Linked DNA regions of Sus scrofa: region 2 is linked to region 1. The links are chromatin contacts, called in public Hi-C maps. All regions are on one chromosome and are shown on one strand. Each heading gives the region's core, a stretch centred on a gene start, on an enhancer-like site or on the middle of the called end of the contact. The rest is flanking DNA. Distances are from core to core; before and after follow the strand shown. Region 1 holds the start of PARG (poly(ADP-ribose) glycohydrolase). Region 2 holds the start of ZFAND4 (zinc finger AN1-type containing 4).

Evidence for each region. A called contact is a pair of places that touch in the nucleus more often than the background predicts.
Region 2: a Hi-C map of liver shows a contact between it and region 1, with 1.7 times the contacts expected there. The contact joins the promoter of ZFAND4 here to the promoter of PARG in region 1. A contact is called at or near these places in 2 of 47 Hi-C or Micro-C datasets (heart right ventricle and liver).

What each region holds. Positions count from the first base shown.
Region 1 is chr14:90,479,018-90,484,435 of Sscrofa11.1, reverse strand. It overlaps PARG (poly(ADP-ribose) glycohydrolase), which reads left to right and starts at 3,421. Exons shown (of 18, transcript XM_005671222.3): 1 at 3,421-3,508. LOC100157391 (mitochondrial import inner membrane translocase subunit Tim23) reads right to left here and starts at 3,481. Exons shown (of 7, transcript XM_001926555.6): 1 at 3,135-3,481; 2 at 843-901. The coding sequence starts at 3,240.
Region 2 is chr14:90,640,964-90,646,381 of Sscrofa11.1, reverse strand. It overlaps ZFAND4 (zinc finger AN1-type containing 4), which reads right to left and starts at 2,846. Exons shown (of 10, transcript NM_001302672.1): 1 at 2,715-2,846.

The DNA of each region.
Region 1 (5,418 bases), core at 2,172-4,671:
TTGGCGGGAAAGTAAAATGGTACAGCTGTTGCAGAAAACAATACTATGGCAGTTCCTCAGCAAATCAAAAATACAATTACCATATATGATCCAGCAATTCCACTTTTGGATATATAATAGAAAGAATTAAAAGGAGGGTCTGAAAGAATATTTGTACATCAGTGTTCATAACAGCACTATTCACAGTAGTTAAAACATGGAAGCAATCCAAGTGTCCATGGACAGATAAATAGATAAGCAAAATGGAATATTATTCAATGGAATACTATTCAGCCTTAAAAAGGAAGGAGATTCTGATACATACAATACAGAGGACATTATGCTGAATGAACTAAACTAGTCACATAAAAATAAATACTGTATGATTCCTCGTATTTGAGGTATTGAGTATTTAAATACCAGACACAGAAAGCAGAAGAGTGGGTGCCAGGAGGTGGGGGGACGGAAAAAGGAATTACTGTTTTAATAGGTATAGCGTTTCAGTTTTATAAGATGAAAGCATGGCGGTGGTAGGTGATAATGGTTGTACACTATTAGGAATTCATTAAATACCACCATACAGTTAAAGGTGGCAAATTTTGCTAGTGTATCTTATCACAATTTTAAAAAATGGAAAAAAAAAGACAAACCCCCCAAATCCTTTAATCAAGTAGTGTCAGGAAGAGAGGCAAACCAAATCCCCTGAGTTTATAAGGAAAAAAAGGTGAATGGAGACCAGAGACTTGGTGTCTCCAGAGGCACCAGGTACAGAAGTAAACGTTAAGTACTTGGGGTTATTTTTTTAAATGCATAGTTAAAGGACCAATCTAGGAAAATCATAAAAGGACTAGTCTAAATCTTACCTGCACAAGATATCGTGGATCCACATTTAAATAAGGAGACAGAGGATTCATACCAGTTACTAGAGAGAAAACAAAACATTACATGGCAATAAAAATTTTAAAAGTTATTTCATTTAGTGTTAATTCTGCTCTCGATTATTCACATGTTTTGCAGTTTTGAGTTATAAGTCCAATGAATGTAAATTTTTCTCCCACTTTCCTAGTCTTATCCTCCCTGTCTGGTAGTTTATGGGCTGCCTCTCTTGGGGCCCTTAATTTTGCACTTGTGTCTCAGGTTCTCATATTGGCAGTAACATGGATCAAATAATCAAAGTAGCGGGAAGCAAAGGCCAGGTCAATTATAAAACTATTTCTTTCTACTTTACTGCAAAAATGTTCAACAACTATACAGGGTGTAAAATAAGATTGACAAGAAACCAATTTCATAAGAAAAACATCATTTGCCTCATACGCTCTGTATAAATATTTAAAGGCAGTTCCTTCAGATCTTCGTGTTGACAGTTGCTGACAGGACTGATTTACAGGATACAGAATTCGTAGGTCTTCACCACAGGGATGGGGGTCATGGCAAAAGAAAATGGGACCTCTGAGAGGCCCAGACTTGAATTCCACTAACTTTGAAGATAGACAAATCAGGGAAAATCAACTTTCTCATGTTTAAAATTTAAACTTTGGATCCTCCTGCATCTCAGCTGATTGTTCACAAATCTACCCATTACCCAGGACTCTACTCATTATCCAGAATCGACTGCAAGTCTTATTAGTTGTATAAACAATACCTATCCCGAACTGTGTTCCTTACCATCTTTATTGCTACCATCCTGATCTAAGCACTAAGGCTCACATCCTAACCATCTCCTACCTAACTAGACTCCTTAAAAGGCTTAATAAACAGCACATTGGCTGCCATTCCTTGCCCTTCTAAATCTCATTATCTTCTATCACACCACCTTCTACACCATTGTGTAGACACAACGGCTTAATGGTTTGTTTCCTTCAACACTTACCCTTCCCCACATTTGTACTGTATTCAGGTCACAGCTCAAAAGCCAGCACCCCTGAGTTGCTTTCCCTGATCTGTTCTTAAAAGGCTTCCAGTTCCTACCATCTCAAGATCCTGCTTTATTGCCTTCAGACACTTAGTGATAAGTGTGTCACTGAAACATTTTTGTTACCTGGCTCACTTCAATAGGATGTAAGGTCCACAAAAACAGCAATCATCTTTTTAAATTTAACTGTCTTAGTTCTGCACCCAGAAAAATCCATCTACAGTACTCAATAAATGGTATTGACTCCATCTTTTAATTTACCTTCAAATTTCAATTAATGTAACAATGGTTTTTCACATTAAAGCAGAGCCCTTTGTGCTCCAAATGCGGAGCTCCTGTGACTTATTATACACAAACTCCCTACAGTTCTGTTCTATAAGTTATCATATACAAACTACGCCCTAAATTCAGTTTTGATACAGGTCACACTAGGAACTTCTAAGCGTGTTTAAAAAAAAAAAAGCTTTTTTGGTTTCTGAGCATAAAAGACCTAAAGAAGTAGTACGAAAATTCTTAAAAGAGAAAATAGTTTTATAAAACGCTTATCCTCCACCAACTTCCTATTTTTAGGTCCAAGTTCTAGTCATCCAGTTGAATACCCAGTTAGATAATTTCAAAGATCTAGAATACACATTCTTTGTACTGAGGAGCGCACAGGCAGGGCATTCGTGCTTCCAGCACCCTCGATTGTACGTATTTCCCTTCCTAAAATTCATATTGGCTTCTTTCTTGTCTATAAATTACCTTTAAAATTCAGCTCTCTTCCGTGTTCCCCTAGTTGTCTCGAATCATGTTTCTTTCTCCCCTGTATGCATGAGTGGCCCTGACGGCTACTTGTGGTTTTAGAATATGCGACTTTGAGCTAAAAAGTTATCTATGAACTCGGTATTTGGAATGCATTTACTTGCAGAAGGGGGTTTTCTTTTTCACCTAGAGCCAAGCACAAGGCCCAATATACAGGAATGTGCGAGAGGAAAGAGAAGGCAGAAAGCTTGAATATAAAAGGAAGAAAACATGCAGCATCTCCTGGTTGACATGATCCAGGACAACCACAGAAACCTTCTCCGGATCTATGGCTCCAAAAATTCGTTCGATGTCGAAAGAGCGGCCCCGGAGATACACCAACCCCACGATTGCTACTGAAGCTTGTGACCGCTAGCAAAAAAAGGACAGGGCACGCCGCAGGTTTGGCGTGGTGGCAAGAACCAGTCAGAAATGTTCGTAAGCTAGGCCCGATACTTACGCGGGACTCCCGCCAGATCCGCGTGCGAGTAGCCAGCTCCGCCGGCTCCGAAAAAGCCGGCCAATCCCCCTGTGGTTTTGTTGCCGCTTCCTCCACCGCCCTCCATGGTACTGCAGCAAACTACCGGTCTGCTTCTCCCCGCTGCTCAGGCCGGGATCGTCCGCTCGGCCGTTGCTCCTCTGTAACAGCGGGTGAAACCCGCGTTACCACCACCTCCTTCACACGCTGACCTTCCGGGCGCCGGCAGCACCTAAACCTCACATTTCCGCTTTGCGACAGCGTACGTCCCGGAAACCGGAAGCGCCTGACGGCAGCTTTCCGGTGGTGGGAAAGTGAACGGAGCAAGAAAATCAAAGCGGCGCATCCTGAGGCAGGTGGGGTGCCTGTGGAAGAGGGAAGGCAGGCGACTGGATAGGGCCTGGCTCGGGAGGCCTACGGAACAGCAGCTGCAGACGCAGGCAGCAGCAGAGAGGGCATGGTGCCGGGAGGCGCCGAGAAGGAGGCGCAGTCCGTCCCTCTCCGGGTTAGTGAATGAGGCTCTCCGCCCTGGCTGGCCCGGGGACTGTTCGCTGCGGGTCCCAGCATGAGTGCGGGCCCCGGCTGTGAGCCCTGCACCAAGCGACCCCGCTGGGGCGCCGCTGCAACTTCTCCGCCGGCCGCCTCGGACGCCCGGAGCTTCCCCAGCAGGCAGAGGCGCGTCCTCGATTCCAAGGACGCTCCCGTGCAGTTCAGGGTCCCGCCGTCCTCGTCAGGCTGCGTCTCGGGGCGGGCGGGACCGCACAGAGGCAGCGCCACCTCGCTTGGTACGTGGGGAAATAAAGCTCTTTGTCCTTCGCCTTGGCCCAAAGCTCTTCTTGGTCTCCGAGGACCCAGGGACTACAGCCCCCCATTTTCTGGTCTTGTATGCATCACTCTGAACGCTGAGGTCCCCTTGCTGAGCCATCAAGGCCACTAGTCGGGGAATGGGGCCCCATTTTCCCCGTGGCGATTGGTGGTGTGAGAACCCCTGACAAGCAGTCACTCAGCATGGGAAGCGGCGAGAGACTCCACCTGTTTGCTTTCCTTGGGTTTAATTGGAATTGCCTTGGTCGTTAAGGAGGTTTAATCTTTTACCTGAAGCTTCAGTCTCTAGATATAAAGAAAGTTACAAAGAAAGTCACAGCTGTCCTCAGTTTTAATTCTCAGTCTCTGGGTGGAGAGCCCTTAGTCTTACTGGCTTTACACCCGTCTTTGACATACAGTGGTGAACAAAGGTAACTTGGTCTGTTTTCAGACCCTAAAATCTATCAGAAGAGGTAGACAATGGCAGAGGTAAATATAATAAAGGGTAATGGATGTTCCAGTATATGAGACAGATAGTTAGGATAAGACGTCAGATGTGCCTGATCTAGTTTGAAGGTCAAAGATAATCTCCTAGCCAGAAGGTGAGGATCTTATTCTGAGGACTGAAGAGTGATGAGTTATTTAGATGAAGAGGAAGTTAAGGAAGTGATCCCACAGTGCAGCTGATGTAGGTTGTCCAGAGAGCAGTGAGAGATGGGATTGCAAAGAAGTAGACAAAGATCAGATCATATTGGGCAATGCTAAGAGGTTTGAGCTTTATCCTGATTGGACTTGATTGGAGATATATATGTATCAAAAATACATATAGTTTATTAAAATGTATATATTTTAAAGGTCCTTCCCTGGTATGTGGAAAATGAAGAATAGATTGAAAGGGAGCAGAAGTGCGGGCACAAGACTAGTTAAGGAGTTACTCTAGATAGGAGATCATGATGGTTTATACTTGGTTTCAGACTGTAGGAAAGATGAAGAGTGGATGGATTCTGGAGAGAATGGGATACGTGGGTTTGTACCCCAGGAAATATTTCTGTGATGGAAATATAGGTTTTGGAGTTCTTGGCATAAACATGATAGTTGATGCCATGGAAGTAGGTTAGATCATATAAAGCATGTAGTGAAAATAAAGGCGACCTAGAAAAGAAACTCTAGAAACACTGTCATTTAAGAGTGGACTGAGAGGGTCCCTTGTGGTGCAGCAGGTTAAAGATTTGGCATTGCTGCAGTTGTGGCATAGGCTGTAACTGTGGTGCCGGCTGCAACTGTGGTGCCAGTTTGATCCTAGGCCCAGGAACTTCCTCATAATGTGGGTGCTGCCAGGAAAAAAAAAAGAAGCAGCCAAAGAAGTAGGAGGGAAACCTGGCTTTGATTGTGTCATGCAGGGATGAGAATATTTCAAGGAGAATGCACTGGTCAGTAGTGTAAGAGGCTGGGGGAATTCCCA
Region 2 (5,418 bases), core at 1,597-4,096, 160 kb before region 1:
GCAACATCTGATTACCATCCCATCACCTAGCACAGTATATACAGGTACTCATTAAAGGTTTGTTCAGTGAAAGAGTAAATAAATATTCTCTCTCAACTGATACTAGGAAGAAACTTGTGAGACAGGTTTGGGTATTACCCTTGTTTTAGAAATGAAGAAATGTTTAGTTATGCTACTAAAGTTGGTTTGGAAGAATGTTGGTTTCCCAATGGAACCATTTTATCATTCACTCCAAACTCCACCAAAGTTTACCGACTCATGACATACATGTACAGAGATCTTGGCTATGGTTAATTTTTATAACACTAATTGGAAGTATAATTAATTAAGTAGGGACCCTGAATTTCATTATGCGTCCTGAAGAGACGGCATCACAGGAAGAAAAGCTGTTACTGGCAGCACAGCTGCTCTGAGTGTTGTCATACTTTTTATCAAAATAATGATAACAAGGAGTTCCCATTGTGGCACAGCAGAAATGAATCCAACTAGTAACCATGAGGTTGTGGGTTCGAATCCAGCTAGCAACCATGAGGTTGTGGGTTCGATCGCTGGCCTTGCTCAGTGGGTTAAGGATCAGGTGTTGCCATGAACTGTGGTGTAGGTCACAGATGTGGCTCGGTTCCCACGTTGCTGTGGCTGCAGCGTAGGCCAGCAGCTGTAGCTCCGATTTGACCCCTAGCCTGGGAACCTCCATATGCCATGGGTGTGGTCCCTTATGAAGCAAAAAAATTTTTTAATTATAATGATAACAAATATAATAACAAAGTAATGTGCTAACAGTTTTTCTAGTGATAGTGGTAAAAACCGTACTTTTAAGTGAAAGACAAATAAGTGCTGTATTGCTCAGGGTTTGTTTCTTAGATCTTTTTTTTTTGGCTGTGCCCACACATATGAAAGTCCCAGGCCAGGGATCAAACCCATGCCACAGCAGCAACCCAAGCCACTACAGTGACAGAGCCAGATCCTTAACCCTCTGCTCCACAAAGGAACTACCCTTATATCTTTAATACATTGAAATACCTGTAGGAATAATGACTGTATGAAGTTAACCCTTAACTCCTTTTTCAATCATACTGAAATGACTGATTTTATAATATGGTTTTGGATAACATGTGGATTTTTAAGAACATACTTATCATGCTATAGTAAATAAGAATGTATTACAGAATTATCAATGTCTGGAATCCCTTAAAGGCAGCAGCATTCCAATCCACACAGTAAAAGATCTATGTGGATTCCAATTCCCGTAGTAAGAGGTCTGGGGTCAGGAATGCTGAAGTGAACGTTACAGAAATAAAGGCCTGGGTGATCAGTTCTGCCCAAGGAATTTAGAGACAGAAGTTATAAGTAGCACTTCTTTTACCTCAGTACTTTTCCATAGCAATACCCTGAACATTATAAACAAGTAGTGGCAGAAGGTAACATAAAGACAGATTTGCAAGTCCTTCATCAGTAATGAGAATGGATAAAGTAATCATGGGCTAAAAGAAAAAATAGCACAGCACCAATTGCAATGTAACATTCACCATAAATTTGGGCCCTAATTAATTGAGTAATTTCCAATATCCAAAAAGAAGCAAAACTGAAATGAATGCCTCTAGGAAATAATTATACCTCTCAGCAGGAGAAATTACTGTAACAGAGGACAAAAATAAAGATTTGAATTTTGATTAACCCATACTAGAGGACTAGATGATGGCAGAGAAGCAAATGGAAGTTCCATCAGATCAAAGACCTAGCCAGTATTAAAAATGGGGTCCATGGACAACTTCTGAAAGCTGTGTGTGATCAGTCTTGACTGAGCACATTATGGAACTCTATGATGTTGAAAAACAAGGGGCAATGAAGACTCAAAAACAGGATGGGAAATGATAGAAGGACAGCGAAAAACTAGAAGAGGAAGAGAAAAGGGAGAAGGCAGAGAAAAAAGTGCCTGCAGAATTTTTACCAATAATTAAAAAAAAAAAAACACTAAAAGTAATGCCATCAAATACATTTCTAAATCAATTCCCCAAACATTTCTCTTATCTCTTCTGAAAAAGTTCTTAAAACACAACCACCAAAGATGAAAGGGAAGTTAAAGGCAGGTAACGCAATAATAGTGCTGAATCAGTAATTTCAATAACTTGGAATCAGCTTTATCCTCCATCCTAAAGAATATTAGCCATATACGAGGAGTTCTTATAAACTCTCCCCCCAACATAGAGTTATAGCATGTTATGCAGCCCTTAAAAACACTATCTTTTAATGAACTGTTTTTTATTAATGTCTGGAAATATCCCTAAGTTTTAAGTACAAGTTTCAGAACTATATCCACTACATCATGCATCTATACCCTAAACTGTGAAATCAATTTTCTACTGGGCCTGGGAAATCCTTCGGAGCCAACGCCTCCTCGAGCCTTCAATGTACAGACACTTGTAGAGGACGGAGTCACCTGCGCAGCCCGTGCTCCTCCAGGATAAACTCCAGCTACCCAGACGCAAGGGCCTGATCTGGAGGGCAGCGCTCAGGCTTCACGTCAGAAGCAGCGACTTGGAGAGCAGCACCTGCCGGGCGGGGCGGGGCACCCCGCGTCGCGCTCGTTGAGGGATCGAAAGTGGAGGCTGAAGGAGACCCGCCGCGCAGCTCTCGGGCAGCCGCGGCGGAGGGGGCACGGCCTGGAGGCTGGCGACGACAGCGCGGCCCTCCCCATCCCGCCCGCTTGCCCTCACCTGCTCTCGTCCACTCACTCGCCAGCCCGCAAGCCCATAGAGAGGTGCGGCCCCCGCGAGCTATGCCGCGGCGGGCACACACCAGCAACGCTTCGCAGCCGCGCCCCCGCCTCTTTGTGACACCACGTACCAATCGCTCGCTGGCGCTTACGTCACCCTCCAATCAGCAGGGGCGGGGGCGGGGCCCTGCTGCCCGACGCCGGCGGTTGCTCGGGAGCCGGGGCTCCCTCGGGGTTCGGTGGTGGTTGTCGGTTAGGAGAGGCCCGGATGTTAATCCTTTATTACCAGCAGTGGCCACCTAACTAGGGCCGGAGCGGGCGGGCTGGAGAACGGTAGCCCCGGCTTCTGGGAACGGTGGAGTTGGCCTCTGGCCGGAGGAGGTGTGGACAGTACTTTCTTCCCTGCGACCAACCTAAGGCGCTCGACTGGAGGTGCTTGACGTGCTGGGGGATAGTCCCAGTCGATGGTCTTTTCAGAGCCAGTGCACTTCTGGTGCAGTCCGGGCCGGCCAGCTTTAAACAGAGCACCCTTCCTGCGCTTCACTGTCCCCTAACGTTTGTGGCCTCGCCTACCTCATCTGAAATATGAGGCCGTTGCCATGCCTGGTTGAAAGAAGAGCGAGAGCAAACAAGCTCTAGGTCTTACTCATTTATTCCTCATCCATTTGAAATTGAGTGGGTACCTCAGGCTGTTAAATCCCAGCGTCAGGTATGCCCAGCCACCTGTTTGGGGTTTTTTTTTTGGGGGGGGGTTGTTTTTTGGGTTTGTTTGGTTTTTTTGGCTCCAGTTTCCAAGCTGTTCAACTTGGGTGTAACAAACACATAACACAAACCTTCCAGCCTGATAAGGAGCCTCGCTGCTTCTCTTTCTCTTCATTTCCCATGGGTATTCTAAATCCAAACCTTAAGGATTTTCCAACTCTGTTGTCCTACAATTTTACTAGGTGGATTACTCATCTGACCATGAACAGGAATCTCCCTGTCACTGCAGTTTTACTCATTTTTGTGACTTCAAGGAACCAATCTAGAATGAACCCCAGTACCTTATATCCATCGTTCTATCCTTTTCTGACTCTCCTCAGAGATTCCACCTACCAATTTTATCTCCACAATTCAACTAACTATTGAGCATAATCTGGGGCTTATGAGACCCTGGGTTTTCACTCAACTTCAGGCTCTCTCATCACTGGTTCCTTCTTAAACTGTAATACTGAATAGATGGAGTCCCCTGAGAACAGAGATATGACTATTATCATTGTATACTAAGCTCAAAAACAGTGCCTGTGATGAAGGAATCTTACTGAATTAAAGCCTTAATTTCTAAACCTGCCTCCCCTCTCAGGGAAAACTAAGAGGATGAGCTTTGGAGTCAAGGAGATGAGCTTAAAACCTTGGGTAGCTCTGTTACCTTGGTCCAAATCATTCATTCTCATCATCATCATGTGCCACTTTTCAAATGCCAGATAGTTAACAAGGATCTCTGCATATTCTCTTCATAATCCTGCAAGGGATTTTACTAAAACCCCTACTTGACAAAGGAGGAAATAAAAACTAAGAAAGGTAAAACAATTTGCCTACACTCTAAGTAGGAGAACCAGATTTAAATCTAGGTCTCATTACAAAAATCCAAACTTATTCCACTATTCCACTCTCCTTCCAGATTTTAGCGTTATCTGTGAAATTCCTATCTGCTAATAGAAACTGAATAACATAAAAAGTGAATGGTCGGAGTTCTTGTCACGGCACAGTGGAAACGAATTCAACTAGAACCATGAGGGTTCGGGTTTGATCCCTGGCTTCGCTCAGTGGGTTAAGAATCCGGCATTGCTGTGAGCTGTGGTGTAGGTCACAGATGTGTCTCGGATCTGGTGTTGCTGTGGCTCTGGCGTGGGCAGGGAGCAACAGCTCCAATTAGACCCCTAGCCTGGGAACCTCCATATGCTGCGGGTGCAGCCCTAAAAGTACAAAAGACAAAAAAAAAGTGAATGGTCTACCATCAGACCAGTGAGTGTTCAGTTCCTTCCCCCTTTCAAGCCCCTCAAAATAGCAATTTGCACATTTTCTAACACTATTGTCTCCTGAATTCCCTGGAATCAATCCTAACGATGGATCAGCAGATTTGCTCCATCCAAAAGAAAAACATGTTTAACAAATGCTGAGTCTCATCCCACACTGGGCTCAGACTCAGAGCAGGAAGCTATACACAAGTAACCAAGGAACAGAAGGAAGATGAATAAAAGAGACAAATGGAATAGGCAATTGGGTCATTCTCACAGCAGAGCAGGGCAAACAGCTGATCTGTGAGAGCTATTTAAAAATCTCTGAGTATGAGAAATTCCCAATTCAACCTTAAAAGTACTCAAGGAAGAAGTTAGTGTCTTCATAATGGGCAAAGCCACCTGGTTCAGCTTACAAGATTGTGCCATGGTTACAGATTGAATACTAATGGCACAGCACAGGAAAACAGACTAAAAGAGGGATCCGCCATCCACAATGGACAATAGCTATAGAACATTCCACCAAGGCAGAGTTCCACGGAACAGTGCTGCTCTAGAAGCTGACATTTACGTCCTCGGCAATTCTCCCTACCATTACCTGGTTCATTCTGCCTCTTTCACAAAATAATGCAAAGCTCAAGGAAGGGAAATGAATGCCTTAGGGCAAAGATCAGCAAGTTCTTCTGCAAAGGGCCACAAAGAAAATAT